2 separate regions of the Ovis aries genome follow, and region 1 is linked to region 2. The links are chromatin contacts, called in public Hi-C maps. All regions are on one chromosome and are shown on one strand. The core of a region is the stretch at or near the end of the contact, and the rest is flanking DNA. Distances in the headings are between cores, read along the strand shown. Region 1 has its middle 15 kb from the start of NPL. Region 2 holds the start of RNASEL (ribonuclease L).

Region 1 (4,685 bases), core at 198-2,697, 190 kb after region 2:
ACTTATTCAGCTAAATAATAAGTGAAGAAACACCCGATACGCGGCACTAACAAATCCATTCCTCTGTCTGTCTCTTTCACCTCTGCTATAAACATGTAGATGAATGGGGCACAGAGTTAATCTTATTTCTCTGAACTAGGGATGATGCAAATAAAATACCCTGTCCCTGTGTGTCATTTGCTTTCCCCCCTTTTGATCAGTATGCTTTGCCATACTGTATCCATTTCTGTTTTTGTCGTTGTTTTCTGGATCGGCAGGTACACAATGCAATTAGTCACCTAGCTGTGACATGTTATTTTCTTAAAACAAGATCAATTTAAGCCTCCCCCAAGTGCTGCTCTAACCCTGGATCTTCTCCACCTGAGGACCCCAGGAGCCTAAAGAGTTTTGAACGGCTACTTTGTAGGATAGATGACTCCCCCCCTTTTTAAATTATTTTTAATTGGAGGATGATTACAAAGTTGCGTTGGTTTCTGCCATACAACCGCGTGAATCAGCCATAAGTATACATATGTCCCCTCCCTCTTGAACCTCCCTTCCATCCCTCATCCCATCCCACCCTCTCGGTTGTCACAGAGCACTGGGCTGAGCTCTCTGTGTTATAGAGCAGCTTCCCAGCAGCTGTCTATTTCACACTAGGCAATGTATATGTTTCAACGCTCCTCTCAGTTCGGCCCCGCTGGGTCCACAAGCCTGTTCTCCATGTCTGTGTAGAGGACACCCTTTAAGAAGAGTTTTCCTCCCTCTTCGTGGGTTGCCTGAGTATCCCTTTGGGAAAGATGAACTGTTTCCTTTTGCGTACCTGTGCTAAACAGCAATTCGATTATTCTCTCAAAAGTATTCATCAAGGTCTGCCATGTAACAGGCAAGGCCTGGGTGCTGGAGAGACAAGGGTGACTACCACTCTACCACCCAGAGCTGGGGACTCCCACTGTAGGAACCCACGGTTTGATGGAGGAAGCAGAAAGCCTGAAAGATAACTACCACACAGGGAGATAAGTGTGAATCGAAAGTGCGTGGCCAGGCTGTCAGCCTGAGGCCAGTGTTGCCCACCACTAGGAGTCAACTTTGTCTGATAAATCTAAGGGAGCAGTTGGCCTGGTTAGGAGCTGATTAGACTGAAGGGAAGGGATGGCTTGAAGGTGCTTGCGACAAAGGAATGATAGGAAGGAACAGTCCTGGGGTGCAGAATGGGGCATGGGAAAGAAAAAAACGTCTTCTCTCTGACCTTGGCTCCCTGCCTAAGCTCTATAGACTCATTTCTGAGCCTGTGGACGGAGAGCCTGCAGGCAGAGAGGGTAGTGTCGGTGAGGCGCTGGATACAAGTCATGTCACATTGAGACAAGGGTGAAAAACTGGCCAAGAAGAAGGGGCTTTTCTGTGTCTTTAGGCACCGAGAGAGCAACTTTGGCTGAGAGCGCTGTGACAGTGGCTGAGGGGAGACACTGCCCCCCAGTGGCCTCATGGCAGGGGACTCCAACAAGGAGCTGGAAGACTAACAGGAAAAGACGGGAGGAAACACCAGCGGTACCACCTGCCTCCCAGGAACACTGGGGGAGACGTGGAGGGAGAGCCGCCCACTCTGCAGGCGAGTGGCCGCACAGCCAGTGCAACGGGAGTTCTCACCACTAAGACAATAACCGTTACCAGCAGCGCTGGTGCGTAGGTAAAACTGCAGGAAACAGAGGTTCAGTTCAGTTCAGTCGCTCAGTCGTGTCCGACTCTTTGCGACCCCATGGGCTGCAACGCGCCAGGCTTCCCTGTCCACCACCAACTCTGGGAGCCTACTCAGACTCATGTCCATCGCGTCGGTGATGCCATCCAACCATCTCATCCTCTCTCGCCCCCTTCTGCATGCACAAAAGTTATGTGAACACCAAAAAAAAGCCCTTATTTTCTGGCCACAAGATTAAGCAGAGTGGTATGTGCACTAGTTAGTAATGGGTCTGATAGGCAGAGCTATAGGAAGTCCAAGATAAGTAACAAGAGGAGATTCAGGCACAACTTTGGGGGTGGGGGTGGAGACTGGGTGGTGGTGAGCGGGAGTTCAGCCAGACACGGAGCGGGCTGCTGCAAAGCTCTGGATGCAGGAGCTTCTGGGAAGATGCTGCCAAAGAAGATGGCCCCGAGGCTGCGCACAGCCTGGAAGTCAGACGACCAGACAGGAATACTCAACCAGATTTAAAATAGGACTTCTCTCCTGAACTAAACAAAATGAAATTCTATCCACAAGTGCGTGGTTCAGTGGAAAACAGAAACAAAAACTTCAAACAGCCCTAAAAGGCATGTTGAAAAATAAGTCCCTCCCTTCCTCAATCCCTATTGCCAGGAGAAATGACTGATAGCCACTGTCATACACTAGTATAAAGCAACTAGTGAGTTGTTAAATTTCTTAAATATTTCCTTTCAGGTTGATAAGTAGCTACTGCTTCAAGCCCATAAAGTGCGGCCTGCCCAGAATTTCAATCAATCATTAATGGGTTAAAGCTTAGATTCCAGGGGGTCTCCAGCATCCTTCCAGCTTGAAGGCCAGCAGCCATCCTGTTTGTCAATGCCGAGCCACATAAATATTCTGAACATCACTGTTATCCTTCCAGATAACCTATTCGCGTATATAGGCATATCCCTGCACACATCTTTACTTCTTTTAATACAGATGGAAGAACTGAACACTGCTCTGTGTTTTGTGTGGTTTTTTACCTGCTTGGCCCACCTTTACAAATGTAGACTGTGTGTATTTCTTTTAGAGCTAACATAATCTAGTTATAACAACCTAAACTGACCTGAGAAATGGGCACAGGAATAGAGTGAGATTCTGGAATAACTTATGGGAGCTTTCCAGTAGACCCAGAAGAACTTGGCCGATGGATTCGGTGGAAATACCACTGAAAGCTGGAATCCGAGAGTGCTGGCCTAGGCTAATGATGCCCCGACGGCTTGGGTGCAGAAAAGGAGGAGGGACAGGGCCAGCGAAACCTCCCTGAGTCTCCCTCCAGAGACCATCTGGGCTCCTACCCCTGCTACCAGCTGACAGAGGGGACCTAAGCTTTAGAGGGTGAGAGATTAGCATCTAAATTCAGGCCTTACCCAGAATCAAACCAGTCTTGGGTAAAAATATATTAAATTGCCCTTACCTCAATGAATTTCCTTTCTTTCAAAAGGGACACATAATAAATTTTCCTCATAAAAGAGTCAAAATATATTTCTCCTAACTGCTCCATCTTCATCTCAAATGTGAAAAGAAGCATAGAACTTTTTTATTCATGAGGGAGAAAATACTTCCAAACTAAATTTGAACCACATTTTTAAGTATCCTCTACGTATCAGAAAGTCAAGCCCACTGAATATGCATCTTCTTATAGTCGTCTTTATCATTAAAGCACAAAAGACTACAATTTGCCGGGGGGGAGTGGGGAACATAATTTTTCATGTCTAGCTTTTGTGTTTCTATACATCCTTTTTTTAATATTAAGAGGCAAGGATTAAACAAGATTTAAAATTAAAGATTTCATCTGCATAGATTAAGGGGAAAGGAGGATGAGGAAATGGGAGAAGGAAAGGATTAGCTAATATTGTTGTTGTTTACTGATATTCCCAGAAACTTTCAGTCCAGAAAAGATTCATCAAAAGAGAGTAATTTCCGCTGATAGACTGCCACCTGGTGGTGAGTTTTTACTTTACTCATAATATTGGGTTGGCCAAAAAGTTCTTTCGAGTTTTAAAATCTCGAAAGAACTTTTTGGCCAACACAATATAAGCAGTTACTGAGTTTGGGGATGTTTTGGAAGACACGCTTATTTCTCTTTGAGATCCCTGGGGAATGTTATAGACTATTGCCACAAGGAAAATGGACTCACTTGTATGCTTCCCAAAGACCTAACGATCAGGTGGCACAGTGGTAAAGAATCCGCTTGTCACTGTAAGAGACATAAGAGACACATGAGACCCCAGGGTTGGATCCCTGGGTCAGGAAGATTCGCTGGAGTAGGAAATGGCAGCCCGCTCCAGTATGCTTGCCTGGAGAATCCCATGGACAGAGAAGCCTGGCGGGCTACAGCCCATGAGGTCCCGAAGAGTTGGACACGACTGAGCACAGACAAATGCAGTCACCAGGTAGACAGCAGCAATGCAGGCTGAACATCTTTCAAAAGGGGGCCTGGCCTTTGTAATTATTTGAAGATTACCAAAGAAGCCCAGCCAAGCAAAATTAATATTATTACATTTCTCTCCTATTTTCAACCTATGGCATGCTCATAAGTCACCCTTGCTAGCAGTCAAACAAAGCCCAAATTTTTTCAAAGGGTTTTCCTCTGATTAGGTGGTGACAAAACATGTGTGCAACCCATTGGTTCAGTTCAGTTCAGTCGCTCAGTCGTGTCCAACTCTTTGTGACCCCATGAACTGCAGCATGCCAGGCCTCCCTGTCCATCACCAACTCCTGGAGTTCACTCAAACTCACGTCTATCGAGTCCGTGATGCCATCCAGCCATCTCATCCTGGGTCGTCCCCTTCTCCTCCTGCCCCCAGTCCCTCCCAGCATCAGAGTCTTTTCCAATGAGTCAACTCTTCGCATGAGGTGGCCAAAGTACTGGAGTTTCAGCTTCAGCATCAGTCCTTCCAAAGAACACCCAGGACTGATCTCCATCAGAATGGACTGGTTGGATCATCAGTCTAAAGACAGAACA
Region 2 (5,224 bases), core at 2,302-4,801:
AGCCCAGGGTTTGATCTTCCTGATTCTACTGAGGTAGCAATCTGCCTGCTCTCTGGTCCTTGGTTCTCCCCTGTTTCTGGCTTCCATTGCTTTTGAGTGGTGCTTTTCTGTACTCTTCCCACTTACATGAGTAATGTTTTTCTGTGGCTTTCCGCATTTGTCCTGGGCTCCTATGCTAATCTTCAATCCCATCCTATCTATGTTTAGTCTCTCCATGATTCCTCAAGGATTTTGTCCTCTAAGAATTCTTTTTTTAATGTTGATTTTAATTACAAATTCACTTAAAAATCTTTTCCCATCATTTGAAGAATTTAATACAGGGAAGAGTCTGCAGTATGTATTAGGCTCACCACCTTGATGCAGAAATATAATCGATTCTTTATTGTTCAAGCTTAGGAATGGAAGAAGTGGTGCTAGAAATTTTGAAGAATAGGTAGTCAGAAATTATTTTTCTTTAGAATGTGATGTGTGACCCTTTCGCATCAAGATCGGCAAGTAGAATTGGGAAGGTCCTCACCCCTGAATGAACCTCAAAGACTCTTTCTCAGCAGGTAGAGTTGTACATACTCTGGCCCTTGTCCATCTCGCCAGCAAAGTTGCTTAAAACCAGGAAGGAATGACATGAGCACCTGTCCTCAAACTAAAGCCAGATCTTATGTGTACCTATTTCTCTCTTCCAGTACCTTATATACTGCTCTCTGCCTCTAAATGCCCACACCTTCTTTTTGCCCTGGTTCCTTACACCAAGTTTAAACTCAGTGCATATCTGTAGGTTAGGTATCTACTTCTGCTTTAGCCCTCTAGATAAGTACCTGGCCTTTGTTGGGCACGTACCATGTACAGGTGACTTGTCCATTTGACACACAGCACTTAGACTTTGTTAACAACATTATGAAGGAGGTTATGAAGGAGTCCCAAGTGAGGAAACCAACACTCACAGAATTAAGCAACTTGCTTGAGGTTACAAAACTTCAAAGTGGTGGGACTAGGCTGCAAGGCTCCCTAATCCTGGCTGAAGCTGAGGATCTTTCTAAATTATTATTTATGTTTGGCTGCACTGGGTCTTCATTGCTGCAAGAGGGCTTTCTCTAGCTGTGGACAGCAGCAGTTACTCTCTAGTTTTGGTTCATGGGCTTCTCATTTCAGTGACTTCTCCTGCTGTGGAGTAAGGTTCTAGAGTAAGGGCTTCAGTAGTTGTGGCACATGGGCGTAGTTGCCCGGCGACATGTGGAATCTTCCTGGACCAGGGATCAAACGTGTGTCCCCTGCATTGGCAGGCGGGTTCTCAACCACTGGACCACCAGCGAAGTCCAAGCCGAGGCTCTTACTACTGCACCACCTCGCCCCCTGGACTTCATACTCAGCTCTGCTTGCTTCCTTGAACGTTGCTGTAGTGCACTCTTGGTTTACCAGAGTGCACACTGACTTGTTCAGCCTGCTTGCAGTGTGTTTCACTAGTGTTACATCTTATCCTGGGTCCCAGGTTTGACCTCAATTTTGCCATTAAGTTTCACGGTCACTGAGCACACACACAACATTCACCATTAACTGCCACCTTGTCTGAAGGAACACACTTTCTAGATTCTCTTTCTTACAGATTCCTCTAGGAATTCAAACTTGGAGTTGGCTCCATCCAAGACCTACATTCATATTTGTATTTGCCAAGGGCAGCATAAAGTTAGCCTGGTATTCCATAAGCTTCCTTCACCTCCACATGGAATAATACAGGTTCTACCTGGTAGCAGGAGAAACTCCGCTATATCTACGGATTTGCTACATTCATCCTCAAATTGAACAATCCGCACTGACTGTAGTTCTTTCCTATTCTGCCATGAAAATCTGTTTCTCTGATAAATAAAGACCCTACATTTCTAGAGAAGACTGGCGACTCACCTATTAAGATGTTCTGTGGTTCCAGATCCTGATGAGTGTATCCAGACAGGTGTAGTTCCTCAACAGCCTTGAACAGAGATGAGAGGATGTTTCGGGCAAATTCATCTTCCTTGTTTTGCACAGCCTCTCCTCTGTGCTCAGCCAAGTGCTTCCCCAGCGTGTGCTCACACAGGGCAAGGCACACATACAGACAGCCCCCGTCGCTCTCACTGCCATAGAATGTCACCACGTGACCGTTGGCTCGGTTGCTCTGCAAACAAGAGACTTCATTTTGTCCCCGTGTGCTGCCTTCATAGAACCGCTTCACGGCTACCTCTTGTTCCTCATAGAACCCCAGGTAGATGCCCCCTTCAGAAGTGTCAGCGATTTTGTATTCTTCATCAATAAAGATCTTAAGTTTGCCTATCATAGGGCGGTATATCCCGTGGAGATGTTTCAGGGCCACCCCCCAACGTGAGCTCTGAGGCTTCCAGGCTATAGCGGGAGGGCAAACGTCTTCTACGGCTCCATGCTGGCGAAGAAACTTTGCAAGGTCAGAGTCATAATTGCGCTTCGCTATTGCGACAAGGTCCCCGCATTTTGTGCTGGCTCCTTTGTGACACAGCAACTGGGCAATTGCCTTCAGCTTAAGCTCGACAGCAAGCAGCAGTGCTGTTTTACCCTCACTGTCTGTGTCATTGATCTCTATACCTGTTTGTTCCAGAAGCATCTGTACCAGATCCAGGTTCTTCTTTTCCACTGCCAAGATCAGTGGCGTCTTCCTTCCCTCCCCCCTCACATTGACATCAACCTTACAGTCCAGCAGAAGGCGAGTAATGGCTTTCACCTTCTCATCATCAGAGTTCAGAAGAGCATAGACCAAAGCATTTCTGCCCCTATTGTCCTGGGCATTGACATCCGCCCCCATCTCATGAAGGAGGATCTCCACGACATCTACATGCCCTTTTCTAGCAGCATCCATGAGAGCAGTGGCCCCTCCTTTCTTAATCCTCTCTTGATCCTCCATTGTCTTTCTGTGCAAATTCACCTCTGCTCCATTGCTATACAGGAACCTTAAGGCTTCGACTTTGCCATACACAGCAGCTTCCATGAAAGCGGTGAAGCCATTAACATCGCACTCATTGACATCTGCTACTTTAGGAAGTAATAGTTTGAGCAACTTCACGTTTCCGACTATCCCAGCAATGATGAAGGGAGTGGCGCCATTCTTCTTCCGCAGACAAGGCTCAGCACCATGACTAAGCAGAAGATCCACAATGTCTTCTCTGTCAACTTGCACTGCATTATGCAAAGGCGACCAGCCCCATTCTTCCTGGAAATTGACATCAGCCCCTCTTTCTAGCAGTTGCTGGACCAACTCAATGTCTTCATCTTTAACAGCTTTAATCAACAAATGATTGTCATCCTTTGAAGCCTTCCCATTACTAGAGGGTGTGGGTCTTTCCTGAGGGTTGTTATGGCTCTCAGTCTCCATGATGGTATATACCACTGGCTACAACTTTCTTGCCTTCTCTTTGAGAAAATGAAAACTTATCTCCTTGGGTTTGATCAAAGAGACATGGAACGCTTAGAAACTCCTGTCAGGGGAAATAGGAATTGTCTGGCTACAGACCACCAGTATGAGGAGGCACAATACTCTTGGGGTCTTCTGAATTTTCACCTGGAGATGAGAGAGGTAATTTGTAGTGTTATAAGAGTGAGAAAACATTCGAATTAGATATATTAATTTTACTAGCAATGTTTTCAAAATACATCTATTATATAATTTTTTAATTATAGAATATTATAAATATATGTCTTTTCATACTGTTCATGGGGTTCAATCCTGAATATTCATTGGAAGGACTAATGCTGAAGCTGAAGCTCCAATAATTTGGCCACCTGATGTGAAGAGCCGACTCATTGGAAAAGACCCTGATGTTGGGAAAGATTGAGGGCAGGAGGAGAAGGGGGCAATAGAGGATGAGACGGTTAGATAGCATCACTGACTCAATGGACATGTATTTGAGCAAGCTCTGGGAGACAATGAAGGACAGAAGAGCCTGGTGTGCTGCAGTCCAGGGTGTCACAAGTGGCTAAGTCAGCCACAACTTAGCAACTGAAAAGCAACAACAACATAAATATATATAAATTGTAAGCAAGAAAAGTATTACTCTATTCTCCCACTGCTTAGAAACAGGCATAGTTAGTACAGTCTATAAATTATTTTTTAAAATAGTTGGGTTCATGATCTGTAACTTTGCATTTGGCTTCCTTTCATTTAATACCTTAATTATAAATAATGTCCTATGTTATTACAAAGTATTTTAAAATATTTTAATGTCTGCAATAGACCATCAGAGAGGTGTTTCAGTTCCCTACTACTGAGCAGATTTTTAAAGTAACTTTTAAACAAGAGTTTCAAAATTAGATTTTTTTTCACAATTCTAAATAATGTTATAGCAAATTTAGCTTATTTTATCTTGTTTTCTTATGATAGATCTTATAATAGATTTCTTACAATTGATTTCAAAGAACTGAATGACCAGTCAAAGGCTATGATTGTTTTTAAGATTCTCAACCTATATTAATACATTTTTTTCCAATGCCATATAAACACACTCTTATTAGAAATAAATGGCCTCTTAAAAAAACCAGAACCCTTACTTAATAAGAAAAAATGTGTTTTTCATCAATCTGCATTTCTGGTTGAGCATGCTCAGTCCATTCCTGGCTCTTTGCAAGTGCAAAATTGTACACTCCTATTCAAAGTAGTGTAGAGTGAGCAGCAGTCCCCAGACTTTCGGGCACCAGGGACCAGTTTTGTGGAAGACAATTTTTCCATGGCCTGGGAGTGGGGAAGGGGTGGGTTTGGAGATGACTCAGGGCATAACAGTTATTGTGCACTTTATTTCTATTATTATTACATCAGCTCCAACTCAAGTCATCTGGCATTGGATCCCAGAGTGGGGGGACTCCTGGAGCAGGGGAAGCACTCGAACCCCCACCTCTGCAAGATCCAAGTTTGGCCCCTGGGTGTGTAACTCTGCTGCTGCTGCATCACTCCAGTCGCGTCCGACTCTGTGCGACCCCATAGGCAGCGGCCCACCAGGCTCCCCCGTCCCTGGGAGTCTCCAGGCAAGAACACTGGAGTGGGTTGCCATTTCCTTCTCCAATGCAGGAAAGTGAAAAGCGAAGTCCCTCAGTCATGTCGGACTCTTACCTACCCCACGGACTGCAGCCTGCCAGGCTCCTCTGCCCATGGGATTTTCCAGGCAAGAGTGCTGGAGTGGGGTACTGTTGTGTAACTCTAGACTCTTCCTAATTGTGTAACCTTAGATTATTGAGTCTG

Evidence for each region. A called contact is a pair of places that touch in the nucleus more often than the background predicts.
Region 1: a Hi-C map of liver shows a contact between it and region 2, with 9 times the contacts expected there. The contact joins the enhancer-like site here to the promoter of RNASEL in region 2. A contact is called at or near these places in 14 of 16 Hi-C or Micro-C datasets (blood, hypothalamus, liver and 7 more).

The regions. Positions count from the first base shown.
Region 1 is chr12:63,273,959-63,278,643 of ARS-UI_Ramb_v3.0, forward strand. No RefSeq gene overlaps it. Among named protein-coding and RNA genes, the nearest start is that of NPL, 15 kb to the right of the region's middle. Within about 2 kb of position 1,448, at least 3 of the 54 cell types and tissues checked have an H3K27ac peak or open chromatin away from gene starts, as enhancers often do. A contact at or near this core is called in liver, where this site is marked.
Region 2 is chr12:63,077,123-63,082,346 of ARS-UI_Ramb_v3.0, forward strand. It overlaps RNASEL (ribonuclease L), which reads right to left and starts at 3,552. Exons shown (of 6, transcript XM_004013850.6): 1 at 1,894-3,552. The coding sequence starts at 3,367.